2 separate regions of the Macaca mulatta genome follow, and region 2 is linked to region 1. The links are chromatin contacts, called in public Hi-C maps. All regions are on one chromosome and are shown on one strand. Each heading gives the region's core, a stretch centred on a gene start, on an enhancer-like site or on the middle of the called end of the contact. The rest is flanking DNA. Distances are from core to core; before and after follow the strand shown. Region 1 overlaps HS1BP3 (HCLS1 binding protein 3). Region 2 holds the start of RHOB (ras homolog family member B).

What was found. A called contact is a pair of places that touch in the nucleus more often than the background predicts.
Region 2: a contact with region 1 is called in a Hi-C map of fetal cortical plate, with 2.2 times the contacts expected there. The contact joins the promoter of RHOB here to the enhancer-like site in region 1. A contact is called at or near these places in 11 of 14 Hi-C or Micro-C datasets (CD4 T cells, blood, fetal cortex germinal zone and 6 more).

Annotation. Positions count from the first base shown.
Region 1 is chr13:104,388,186-104,394,615 of T2T-MMU8v2.0, reverse strand. It overlaps HS1BP3 (HCLS1 binding protein 3), which reads right to left. Exons shown (of 7, transcript XM_001096861.5): 4 at 4,541-4,757. Among named protein-coding and RNA genes, the nearest start is that of HS1BP3, 14 kb to the right of the region's middle. Within about 2 kb of position 1,890, at least 22 of the 40 cell types and tissues checked have an H3K27ac peak or open chromatin away from gene starts, as enhancers often do. A contact at or near this core is called in fetal cortex germinal zone and fetal cortical plate, where this site is marked.
Region 2 is chr13:104,573,644-104,580,604 of T2T-MMU8v2.0, reverse strand. It overlaps RHOB (ras homolog family member B), which reads left to right and starts at 5,340. Exons shown (of 2, transcript NM_001194776.2): 1 at 5,340-5,852; 2 at 5,913-6,961. The coding sequence starts at 5,724. The coding sequence ends at 6,314.

The sequences.
Region 1 (6,430 bases), core at 641-3,140:
TGACAGCCTGGGTGGAGTGCCACCTGCATGATGCTGCAGGGCGGCTGTGGCATCTGCCTCCTCCTTTCCTTATGGCTTTGGGTCCCCAGCCAGGCCAGGGCTAAGAGCTGTACAGGTGCAGGGTGAGGTCAGGCCCAGCCATCCTGGCTCATGGCCCCCACATGAACCCCAGGATGGCACCGCAGAGAACTCCTCCAGCAGGTGGGCCAGCAGACGAGGGAAAGCCCAGCCCGAGCAGGAGGAGCTGGCGAGTAGTCAGTACCGGAAGTGCCTTCCGGACACGCCCTGTCCTCAGCCCACTGTGGACGGGGAATTGTGGTGATGGCTAACCTGCCGCTCTCCACGCCTGTTTCCTCTCTGGCATTTCCAACACTTTACTGGAGTTTGGTTTCTGGGAATTCTCAAATAGGAGCTTGCAGAACCAACTCAAGAGCTTGTTAAAACACAGATTATGGGGGACCTACCCAGATCTGAGGGGGGCCTGGAATCTCTCTCTCCCCCAAGCTTTCAGTGGCCCAGAATCCCTAGGTGGTCTCTGCTGCGCTGGTGGCATCAGGGGAGCCCTGGGTGCCCAGGCTCAGGCTGGAATGAATAAAGAGGTGCCAAGCCCTTGTGCAGTGGTCGGGATATTTGGCAAGAGGCACCCTTGGGGGAGCAGCTCCAGGGCACCTAAGGAGGTGGGGCTGAGGCCCTGCTGTCCCCACAGAGCTCCCCTCCACGGCTCACCTTAGGGGACCATCTTGCTGCTAAATCTTGGGTTAGCGAATCTGGGAGCACCTGGTAATGTGCCAGCATTCAAAACCACAGAATCATCCCGGAGAAGTGATTTCATCCAAATATGGAGGGTAAGATATTATTTTTATACTAAAATACATGTGGTTCTTTTATGCAAGATGAAGCAAAATCCATATTAAAAAATTATCATAAAACATGGCCTTCCAGAGAAACATTCAGCTTCACCACGGAGGCCACAGCATGGAGACCCGGGTGTGGGCTCCCCCTTCCAAGGAGTCTGGGAAGCCCAGCCTCGAAGGCAGGTGCATTTGTTCATACAGGAGCCAGCCTGTCCCACCAGACGCTGCGAGTCCTCAGGGACCCAGGGCCTGCAGGGGGTCTCTGTGTGCCAAAGAAGAGATGGGAGGAGTGGGCCCTGGGGCGGGGGCAGGGCTTAGAAAAGCACAGGGGCACTCCCAACGAGGGGCTTCAGCCCTTGGAGAACCCTTTACTGGAATGGTACCCCAAAGTCCCCAGAAGCAGCTTCAGGGGCCCTGCTCTGGGTGGGGCACATATATAGGGGAAGGCTCCATAGAATAAAAGCGTTGTATATGTAGAAGTTCCTCAAGTTATTGCCTACAATAGGAAAAACCTACAGAAAACCCCAGCATGTTCACAAGCAGGGGCCTGGCAATGCCACTTACAGCCCATCGAGCTGAGAAACCAGCAGAGGAAGGAGGGAGAGCGCAGCTATTGATCTGGAAGGACCTAGAACATGTAAACTGGAAAAAAGAAAATTCCAGAATGGCACATAAGACAATCTCATTTTGGCAGTAAGATGTGAATATTCAAAGATGCATTCAAAAATTCACAGGGAAAGGAATTTCATCTGTGTTTGCAATTTTTCTATACTAATTGTGTATTATTTGAGTCACAATGTAAAATGTTTCCCGCAGAGGATTTCCAGCATAAGGCAGAACTATTAGGGTAGAATGTCAATTTTCTCAGCACCGTGACATCTCTAAAATAGAAAGTTAAATACAAAACGGGGGCGACATGGAGCAGCAATCGGGACAGACCATAGGGTGAAAAAGCAGAGTACGAAAAGGCGCGTGCACTGTGCCTGCAGTTGCATGGATGGCGCTGGGACAGGGTCAGACGAGAGCCCCAGCAGAAGGGGAGAGCGGTGGTGTCGGGATGGGCCGAGGTGAGGGTTTTTTCTGTCTTTAAGCGCTCTCTAACGGTGTAATAACGCTCTCTTGTCCCTAACCAAAACCAGGTTTACAAGACAAAGAAAAGCCAGGCCGGCCTGGGCTCCGGCTTTGTGCTGGCGACTCCCACCCTCCCAGCAGCCCTGCAGTGGAGCAGCCCTTCAGCAGAGCAGCAGCGCCTCGCCGCGGCCACGGTGGGGAAGGACCGAGGCTGGTTGCAGGGAAATGGTGGCTGCTCCAGGAGCGCCCAGAGCTAAGTCCACACATGGGGCAGGGCAAGCTGGGAAACGGGGGCTGTTGCACTTGCACAGGAACCAAGGGCACGGGAGGGAGAGGGGTGCACAAATAGCCCCCTGAGAAGAACAGAAAGTCCCCCACCAAAGGGCAGGTGGGTGGCACCAAGAGAGATCAACAAGCCCAGCTGGGTGTCTGTGAAAGGCCGAGGTGGAAACCCAACTTCAAGGCACGGCTCTGCCACACACACGGCTCAGGCCAAGATCCTGCTGAACTCCTTTCTCGATTTTCCCATCTGTGAAAGGGGGATAATCCTGGGGCCCTGCCCACCTCCCAGGCTGATAAAGACTGGACTGGAGATGGCGTGGGGTCCTGGCTCTGCTATCTGCAGGCTGCAGGAACGTGGACGAACCACCTGACCCTGAATCTGAGTTTCCCACCACACAGAAGAGGCTGATGCCAGTGCAGGCCTCCAGGGCTCCGTTTCTTGACCTGTGCTCACAGTGGATCCTGAAAGCAGTTTGGTGAGTCATGACCTTTCCAAACATTGAAATAGAATAGAAAATATCCGAGTACGATACACTTAGTAAGGTTTTGTATGAGTTCTGGGAACTTTTGCTTCAGTTTTATGGGATGTTTATACATGTGTGTCCTGGGTCATAGCATATAATATAGTTTTTACTATGGGTTGTAGCAAGCAGTTTCAGAAATCCTGTCTTAACAGATATAATGAGATCATGTAGGCAAATGCTAACTTAGTTCCCCCAGCATTTCATAAACTCTCAAAAAATGTTACTTCTTATTTCTGCCAGAGGTGATAACGCTGATTCACCAGCACCTTGTCACACGGGTCCTTAAAAAGCAAGCCCAGCAGAAGAGGGTCTTGAGCCAGCGGGATTACTCTTAGGTGCTAAGCTTTCCCAGGATTCAGGGGCGAGGACCCCAGAGTACAGAGCTGGGGAGGGGGCTGGCCCCCCCCAACCAAGGGGTCCCAGGACAGCTGACACATCTCCCCTGACAGTCTGCTAATGAAGTAAGTAGGAAGTTCAAGGCAGCACTTGCCAGCCCCAAAGAGCATTTTCCTACCCAAAAAAGGAGCCGCTCTGCTAAGTGTGTTCTTCTGCCAAAGGCTGGCACAGACAACCAAAGTCCATCTTGGTTTGGCACTACGTGTGGTTACTCAGAACAACAGAGAATGTGAGTTCAAACAAAGCCTCACCCTTACCAAAATAAAGCCCAAGAAAGGCCTGCAGGGTTGGGCCAGGCTGATAAGGAGTGACTATTACAGGCTTGTCCCCACATCACCCGCTACTCTGGCTGCCTCTCCCTCAGGGCCGCCGACCCCACTCAAGGACAAGGCCAGCCACGGAGGGCCAGGAGGGGTGACTGCAGGGCACTTACTGTGCCTAGGTGCTGCAGGATCCTGGCTCCGGGGCCTGTTTCTGCTGCAGCTCCCCGAGCGCTGTGCACCCTTTTCCAGTGTGAATCCTCACCCCTGGACGCTGGTCTCATGGCCACCCTGCAGCCCACCCTTCCATAACCCTCCCCCCGAAGAAGGCCTTTCCAGAGTGGGCTGTGATTTTAGGACAGAATTCTGCATGCTGATGAAGCTGAACTTGCCTCTGCCTAGTTTCTACTGGGCTCTAATTCCTTTCTGGGGCAGGACCTACAACAAAGGACTCACTCATCTGGCGTCTGAGGACTTCAGTAAACGGCTAAGAGACATTCGTTGTGGTAGAGAGCGGGAAGAACAGCACCCCTGGCCTGGTCTGATTCCATTGAAAGATGGGGCCAGGATGATAGCTAATTGCTAAAGTTACATAACTCAGTTCATCTTCACAGGAGCCCTAAGAGGTTGGTACGACCATGAGCCCATTTTCACTGAAGAAAACCGAAGAAAAGAGATTGTAAATGGCCAGAGATCCACGGCTGGTGAACGGCCCTGTGTGGAGGCAGGGCCAAGGTGAATGCTCCTGCTATGCAGATGATGCAGGCCCAGAGCTGCAGCTACCTCTGCGAGTTCTGCAGCTGGAAGGAGCACCCAGTCCTCCCACACTAGCCGGACAGGGCCGCAGCCTGCACTACTGAGCTGTCACGGGGAGCCTCTGCCAAGCCTCAGTGCAGAGCCACAAGCGGAGGACATCCTGTGACCCAGGCAGGGAGGCGATACCTAAGCCCAGCCCCAGAGACATGGACACCACCAAGGGCACACAGAGAGCTGGTTCCCCCAAGCACACCAGGCCAAGGCCTTGTGGCCCAGATGCTTGTGAGGGGGCGACCTGGGATGCTCAGGGCTTTTCTCAGATTCCAGGGAAGGGGGATGTCATCTCCAGAAAGCCTGGAATACACCAAAGGGACCCTCTCGACAACGGGAGACCAACCGCATAATGCCCAGAGGGTCCAGCGCCTCCTCCTCCTCCAAGGATTCCTCAGCATCCTCGCCCTTCAGGCCCTGGATAGGAGGACCCTCTTCCGCCACTTGGTCTTGCTGCTCAAAAAAGTCGAAAGCCTCTTCATCATTCCCGGTCTGGCTGTCTGTGCCGTCCAGGACAGAGGAATCTCTGCTGGTGAGCCCTGCAGCCCCTGGGGATCTGGTACCTGTGGAGGAAGACAGAAAAAATGGGACTTGGTAAGCACCCCGGAGCCAGGGGAGGCATCTTGCCACACTGCACCCTCCCATGCCAGGATCTGAGGTCAAGGGCTTCCTGCAGCCTCCTGGGACCAAACTTGTCCCTCCTGGGACCTGAGCAGGAGGGAGAGTCTGGGTGGATAGAAGGTGACCTCCGTTTTGGGGGCAGCCAAGTGCCTGCTGCAGCCCCCCAAGGGCTGAAGGGCACCAAGGAAGCCTGGAGTGAAGTGGTCACCAGTGAGAGCTTCAGAGCAAGACAGGGGCAGCGGTTCCTGAACCCAAGGCCCAGAGCCTGTGTGCACAAGGATGGCCCCACCCTCCTCCTGGGTGAGCCGTGGGATAAACCAGCCAGGGCACAGGGTGATTCAACAAGAACCAGTGCAGCCAGAACCGTTTACAGTCGGAGGCGCGGCAAGGGGCTCTGCAGATGGAGACCTGTTCCAAGAGTCTGGGCACCTGGACTGTGGACTGGATGGGTGCTCAGCGTAAGCATGTGGAAGATTCCAGAACAAACGGTGACCACTCCATTACAAACTGGCTTAGATCAGCGCTTCTCAAAGTGTGGTCTTCAGACAGAGAATGCCCCCTGTGTGACCACAATGAAGTAAGTACAGAAAGCGAGAGTAAGCATCCAGAAACTTCCATAGCATCCTGCCACCATCACAATACCCAAGCATGCTTTTGTATTTGTGAAAGTATCCATCTGTGACAGGCTGGGAATAAAAGAGCTAGCCCTTGTCACAGACAGTTTGAGAAGCTGGGCTCAGACTACTTGTTCTTCTCTATCCAAGTGCTTACTGGGTAGTTTATCTTTAAAACAACTGACTTTTAATAAAATCACATTGTAGGTAAAGAACTTAAGTGTCTGGCATCCAGGATGCACTGAGTGATAATGATGATATTGTATTATGTGATGCTCTGTTATTTTACTCGGACAAATGTGAAAAGGCCATTCAAAATCTCCCAAACCTTCAATTTCATGTCATAAGCATCTTACATTTAAACATCACAAAAGCCCTATGAGAGAGATCCCAACTGTACGTCCATCTTGCAGATGAGCAAAGTGAGGCATAAAGCAGCTTGTTTCTATCCTGCCTCTCCACAAGAGAGGGCCTGGGACATCCTGAGCATCTCTCCCAGCTATGGCTGAACTGGAACCTCTCGGCACAGTCTACCCAGCCCCAGAGATAGGCAAGGAAGGAAGGGTTGTGACCTTGGAAGAAACAAGGGCAAAAGAGAACCCAGACCCGTGCGAGGGGCACCGACATGGCCACGGGACACCTGGGCTGTGCAGCTTGTCCAGTCCTAGGCCTGTGCATTCACCAGTTTTGCTTCTCTTCCCCACCTTTCGCTTTTAAAAATTTGTTTTATTTATGGTCAACTTTCTTTTGAAAACTTCCCTTCTGTCTTGTGGAACTAGGAGATCCACAGTAGCTGGGAAAGAGTTAAGCAGACGGATGTAAAGAGGGGAGAAGTCAAGGGGTGGGAGTCCAGCACCAGCCGTGGTGAGAACCTGCCCTGCCCTGGGGGCATCTGTGAGACCAGGGCCTACTTCACGGGGGTTCTGGGTTGACAAGGCTAACTGAGGAGTGGGGTAAAATGGTAGCCACCATTTACTTTGTGGTTGTCTCTGTTCTAAGCA
Region 2 (6,961 bases), core at 4,091-6,590, 180 kb before region 1:
CATCTCAACATGTTATTAATATAAACATGTAAAAATAAACTATTGTACATGTTTTTCAATCTAAGTCTTTAAATTCTAGTGTTTAGCTTATAGTTAAAGCGCATCTCAATTTGGACACTAAATTTTTATCAAAAAGAATCTGTATTTAGAGGCCGGGCGCAGTGGCTCAAGCCTGTAATCCCAGCACTTTGGGAGGCCGAGACGGGTGGATCACGAGGTCAGGAGATCGAGACCATGCTGGCTAACACAGTGAAACCCCGTCTCTACTAAAAAATACAAAAAACTAGCCGGGCGAGGTGGCGGGCACCTGTAGTCCCAGCTACTCGGGAGGCTGAGGCAAGAGAATGGCATAAACCCGGGAGGCGGAGCTTGCAGTGAGCTGAGATCCGGCCACTGCACTCCAGCCTGGGTGATAGAGCAAGACTCCGTCTCAAAAAAAAAAAAAAAAAAAGAATCTGTATTTAGATTTCATAAAATTTTCAGTTGAAAAAGCAGATTTACATACCCAAGTTGTTTCAAATATACCTAAAAGTTTCCATCAAATTGAATCAAATAACAGTTTTTAAATGTAATTAAAATGAAATAATATTAAAAGCCTAGTTCTTCAGTGGCATTAGTGACATTTCAAGTACTTAATAGCCACATGTGGTTACTGGCTACTGTACTGACTGCCGTTTTAGAGAGATCCGGATCGGTCCTACTGCCCATTGCCTGTTCCTCTTGGCCTTGCTCTGGGCTGGACAAGTGGGAGTTTGATCAGAGTTCAATGCCCATGTGCCTCAGTTTAATAGTCTAGCAATGGTGGTTCTCTTTTGAGTGCAGCCTTCTCTTTCTTAGCTCTGGGACGCTCTGAGGGGAAGAGAAGGATATTTTATCCGCTGTTGTTCCTAGCTGGAGACCCCACCCAGAAAGCAGCTTCAGTGCCCCGCAGCCATGTAACTCCTGACTGAACGGGCTCCAAATGGGCCAGACGGGAATGCCTCAGTTCTTCCACATGAAATAATATAGCTAGTGTAACTTTTCCTTTTTTTTTTTTTTTTTTTTTTTTTGAGACAGAGTCTCACTCTGTCGCCCAGGCTGGAGTGCAGTGGTGCCATCTCGGCTCACTTGCAAGCTCCGCCTCCCCGGTTCATGCCATTCTCCTGCCTGAGCGTCCCGAGTAGCTGGGACTACAGGTGTCCGCCACCACGCCCAGCTAATTTTTTGTGTTTTTAGTAGAGATGGGGTTTCACCATGTTAGCCAGGATGGTCTCAATCTCCTGACTTCATGATCTGCCTGCCTTGGCCTCCCAAAGTGCTGGGATTACAGGCGTGAGCCACGGCGCCTGACCAACTTTTCCATTTTTTAAGGTCATTGCATAGAGATGGGAGATTGACAATTTTCCTGGAGACATTAAACTACTCCTAAATTAGGAAATGTTTTTAAATTAAATGCCTGTCAGGAATGTCTATTGCATTGCTGGTTCCTAGTACATGAATTATCATTACTTCTAACTACACCAGAGTATCCAATGATGCCTTTCTTAACCGGGGCAAAAATGGAATGATTTTTGTGGCTAAAGTTGTTTTACATTTCTGTACATTATAATTAAGGAAAAATGAAGTCCTGTAGTCTGTAAGTTAGTAAAGATCCATAGACTTTATCTTTCTCTTCTAATTTCTTTTAGAAGTTACTGTTTAACTAGGAAGGAATTTTTTTTCACTGAATGGCATTTTCGTTAATATTTTTGTAAAGTGTACATGAAAAAGTTACATGTGTATAAATATATATGAAGATTTCTAAAGAATCTACTTGTAAAACATTATTCAGAGTTTTATATGCTCTGAAATATTTTAAAATAAAAATATCCATAAAATGCATACTTTTTGACTAAAGGTTTTCTACTTTTTTTTTTTTTTTTAAAAGACCCCATAAAGATTGCCACAAGGTGGCACTAAAATCTAATGAAAATTCCAACTCTGGTCTGGTCTTTGAGGAGTGGAGAATGATTTACAAGAGACACTTGGCAAACAAACAAAATCAAATAAATTAGGTTAAAGATTGGAGATAGATTAACATCCTCCTTTTGTCTGAAATACAACTTCCCTGTCTCACAGGTGTGGATATATTATGTCATAAGATGAATATGTTAATAAAGTTAATGGTTAAAATGACTTGTTCTTGGCCGGTGGCAGTGGCTCACGCCTGTAATCCCAGCACTTGGGGAGGTCTAAGTGGGTGGATCACTTGAGGTCAGGAGTTCGAGACTAGCCTGGCCAACATGGGAAGACCCTGTCTCTACTAAAAATACAAAAATTAGCCAGGCATGGTGGCACACGCCTGTAATCCCAGCTACTCAGGGGTCTGAGGCAGGAGAATTGCTTGAACCCAGGAGGCGGAGGTTACAGTGAGCCAAGATCATACCACTGCACTCCAGCCTCGGTGACAGAGTAGGATTCCGTCTCAAAAAATAAAATAAAATAAAATAAAAAATAAAATAACTTGTTCTCATAGAAGAATCACATTTTATCCCTGTCTGAGAGAAGTGCATTATGAAGGGTGAGGAGCAGGGAGGGGCTTGTCTGGCACATCACCTAGTTGGGAAAAGTTTATCCTGTATGTGGGGCAGTCTGGGAAGCAGTCAGTCCCGGCAGAGCTTGTCAAAGTACCCTGGACAAAGAAAAAAAAAAAAAAAAAAGAATGCCATGAAAAGAAGTTACTGCAGAACACAGATCTTTCTATTTGTTTACTTTGGCATATTTACCAACTGCATAGTTCTAGAAATTATTGCAATATTGAGATTTGAGCTTGGAATACCTCATATAATATTCCTGGAAATCAGAACACGAATGAGTTCAATCCGTTTTCCGGATTCTTTGTTTTTTAAAGAAAAAAACACATGGTACAAAACTTTGTTTCATGTTTCTTAGTAATTGAAGTTTAAGGACATAGCCAAGATTCCCAAGCTATATTAAGACCAAGGAAAGCGGCATTAACAATACAGCTATAAAAGGTTTTGACTAAAAGAAGAAAAATTTGTGTAAATAAGATTTTTCTAATAGGAAAAAAAAAAAAAAATAAAAGCTTCCAGATTGCATCCCCAAATCAATGAGCAGAAAAACTATTTACTTGCTGACAGATCAGTTCCTTAGATCTGAAAAACAAAAACAACCACCCCGTCCCCACCCTCACCGGCCAAAAAAAAAAAACCCAACTAGTTGACTTCTTGTTGTAGTGATGCAAATCCAGTCTGAGGGAAGCACAGCACTTCCGGTCGTCTAAATAAGACGTTCCCTCTAGGAAGGGCTCTAGGCTTAGCAGCACTACTGCCTTATTTGATCTGATTTCATCTGTGGAGCCATACGGGGACCTACCTCCTAACATATGAATTACATGTGAAAACACCGGGGTTCAGTCACAGCTGGCTGCATGGGTTTGCTTAGATGATGCTTTTAAATGTTTTTATTTTTTTATTTTTTTTGACCCAGGGTCTCACCCTGTCACCCAAGCTGGAGTGGGGTGTTGCAACCATAGCTCACCGCAGCCTTGCCCTCCTGGCCTCAAGCAATCCTCCCACCTCAGCCTCCTGAGTAACTGAGATTATAGGCGCAGGCCACTCTCCTCCCCACCCCATCCCATTTTATTTTTCTCAGGGACAGGGACGGGGTTTTGTCATGTTGCCCAGGCTGGTCGTGACCTCCTGAGCTCAAGAAATCCTCCAGCCTGGGTCTCCCAGGCCCAGGGATCACAGGCGTGAGCCTGGTTAGATAATTGTTAAAGCAAAACGTGGAACTCAGGTAAGAAACCCCCAGAAAGATCTACCTGCGTTTCTGAGCATTGGGGTTAATTCTCCACAGTCATGTACTGATTCTTGTAAATGCCAGGCATTGTGCTGGGTCTTCAAGATGTGGAGATAAGACAGAATCCTGGCCCTCCAACAACTCACAGAGAGCGAGGCAGAGATGGAGACAGGAGGCAACAACCTCCCGGTGATGTGGTGGGTCCTTCCTCAGATGAAAAAACAGTCTGCATACATTTCCCCTGCAATGGATGGACAGAGCCCACCCCTTGCAGTTAATGCTTTAGCGCTCATGAACCCCAGCATACGCAGCTCCTAGAGTGTGCCCTACTCCTTCCCACCTTCCTGCTTGTGTTCAGGCTGTTTCTCCTTCCCGGGAGCCCTCCCCGACTCCCCTTTCCTCCTTTCCCCCTACCCCCTTCTTCCTCTTTTATCCGTAGAAATCGGTTGACTAGGGTCTTTCAGGATCACAGGTACTGTCATCTCCTGCAGGATCTATAGGATAAATGAGTTCAGTCCTAGTGTGCATCAGGAGACTAGGGATCTGGCGCCCCACTAGAGGGGACACCCACTAACCCGCTGTGCCCCATTTGTTAGCCCCTTACCCCGCCCGTCTTCCCCAGCCTCGAGCCTTTTCGCCCGCTCACGGGTCTTGGGGTGGTTGGATTCTATTGAACCCAGAATATTGTACATGCTATTGTACAATACTGTATATTCTGTTGTACAATTTATCTCAGACAGTTCTCTGTTTTAAGAACCGGGATCAGACTTCATTGTGAAGAGCGGGGCCGAGGGGGCTTCTCCCTGCCCAGTAACTTCCTCCAAGTGTTCCAGCTTCGACCTTTCCTTTCCATTGTCAGGCTCCGCCACTCCGCACCTCTTCCCTTAATCTTCACCTAGAGACCTAAGCTGGGGGTTGGGAAGGGTGGGGGCGGCGGGACTTGGAAGAGCCAGTTTGCAGCCAGCCGGTCGCCTCTCGGGTCCAAACCCGAGGCTGGCCCAGGGCGAGTACCCGGGTGGGGCCCTAGACCACAGGAGGGGCCGCCTCCAAAAGAAAGGAGAAAACACTTTTGTTTGGAAACAAAAGTGTGTGGTGTGTGTGTGTGTGTTTATTCAAAAACAAAACCACGTTAAAAGAGCAAAACCCCCTCCCCCACAGGTCCAACCACCGCCGGGAGTTTGCCAGGAAGAGGGGCAATTCTGAATGGGAGTCGCCAACGCCCCACTGAGTGCCGCCTGTTTCGGAACCGCTCGCCCAGACCCTGTAGGCTCCAGGCAGCTCCGGGAATCCGCGCGCAGACGCTGCGGCGAAGAAGGGGACCCCGGTGCCGCTAGAGCCCCGCAGCGCCAGCAGCGGCGCAGACTCTCGGGTCGCTGCCTCTCCCAGCCCGGCGCCCTGGGCCGTCAATCAAGCTGGCCCTGCCCCGCCCTCGGGCTGCAGCGGGCGGCCAATCAGAGCCAAGATCCGCAGCGATGAGCTCAGCCGGCTCGTTTCCCATTGGACGGCTATATTAAGAAAGTGGCCGGACTCTTTAAATAGCGGGCGCTAGGGCCGCAGCCCTCATCTGCCACCGCAGTCTGTTTGGACTTGTTCGCTCTCTTGTATGCTCGGCGAGGCCGGGAGAGACCCGGGAGGGAGCTAGGCCGAGTCTGCCGCCCGAGCCCGCGTTACGCACAAAGCCGCCGACTCCCGCCCCGGGGCTAGCAGAGCGACCACCGCCCGGGAGCAGCGCGGCTAGACGCACGGTGCGCCTTATGCCCCCGCGCCCCCACCGCCCCCGCCGCGGCAGCCGGAGCTCAGTGAGAGAACGCGCCACCGCGGGGCCCGAGTGCAGCTAGCGACCCTCGCCCCCTGCGCCCAGCCCGAGGTGAGCAGTGAGCGGCGAGCGGGACGGCAGCGAGGCGTTCGCGGGCCCCCTCCTGCTGCCCGGGCCCGGCCCGCTCATGGCGGCCATCCGCAAGAAGCTGGTGGTGGTGGGCGACGGCGCGTGTGGCAAGACGTGCCTGCTGATCGTGTTCAGTAAGGACGAGTTCCCCGAGGTGTACGTGCCCACTGTCTTCGAGAACTATGTGGCCGATATCGAGGTGGACGGCAAGCAGGTGGAGCTGGCGCTGTGGGACACGGCGGGCCAGGAGGACTACGACCGTCTGCGGCCACTCTCTTATCCGGACACCGACGTCATCCTCATGTGCTTCTCGGTGGACAGCCCGGACTCGCTGGAGAACATCCCCGAGAAGTGGGTGCCCGAGGTGAAGCACTTCTGCCCCAACGTGCCCATCATCCTGGTGGCCAACAAAAAAGACCTGCGCAGCGACGAGCATGTCCGCACAGAGCTGGCCCGCATGAAGCAGGAACCAGTGCGCACGGATGACGGCCGCGCCATGGCCGTGCGCATTCAAGCCTACGACTACCTCGAGTGCTCGGCCAAGACCAAGGAAGGCGTGCGCGAGGTGTTCGAGACGGCCACGCGCGCCGCGCTGCAGAAGCGCTACGGCTCCCAGAACGGCTGCATCAACTGCTGCAAGGTGCTATGAGGGCCGCGCCCGTCGCGCCTGCCCCTGCCGGCGCGGCTCCCCCTCCTGGACCAGTCCCCCACGAGCCCGGAGAAGGGGAGACTCGTGTCCCACAAGGACCCCACCGGACTGCCTGGCATCTGTCTGCTGGCGCCTCTGGCTCGCGCCAGGATTCGGCGTGGGCACCGGGCGCCCCCTTCCCAGTGTCTGTGCGTCCAGCTGTGTTGCACAGGCCTGGGCTCCCCGCTGAGTGCCAAGGGTCCCCTGAGCATGCTTTTCTGAAGAGCCAGGCCTCAGAGTGTGTGGCTGTGTGTCTGTTCGACTCCCTTTGCCCCATTTTCACCCCACCCCCGCCTCTGATCCCCGGGGGCGAGATTGGCGCGGGAGTGTGGCCGCGCCCCATCAGATGTTCGCCCTTCACCAGCGGGCGCCTGATATCCCTTGTCTGTAACATAGACCCCGGGTACTGGGGGAGGGGAGGGCTGGGGAGGATGGGGAATGTTATATAAATATAGATATAATTTTATTTTCGGAGCTAAGATGGTGTTATTTAATGGTGGTGACGGGTGAGCGCTCTGGCCCAGGCTGGGCCAGACTCCCGTCTAAGCATGAACAGGACTTGGCCATCTTTCCGACCCCTGGGGAAGACATTTGCAACTGACTTGGGG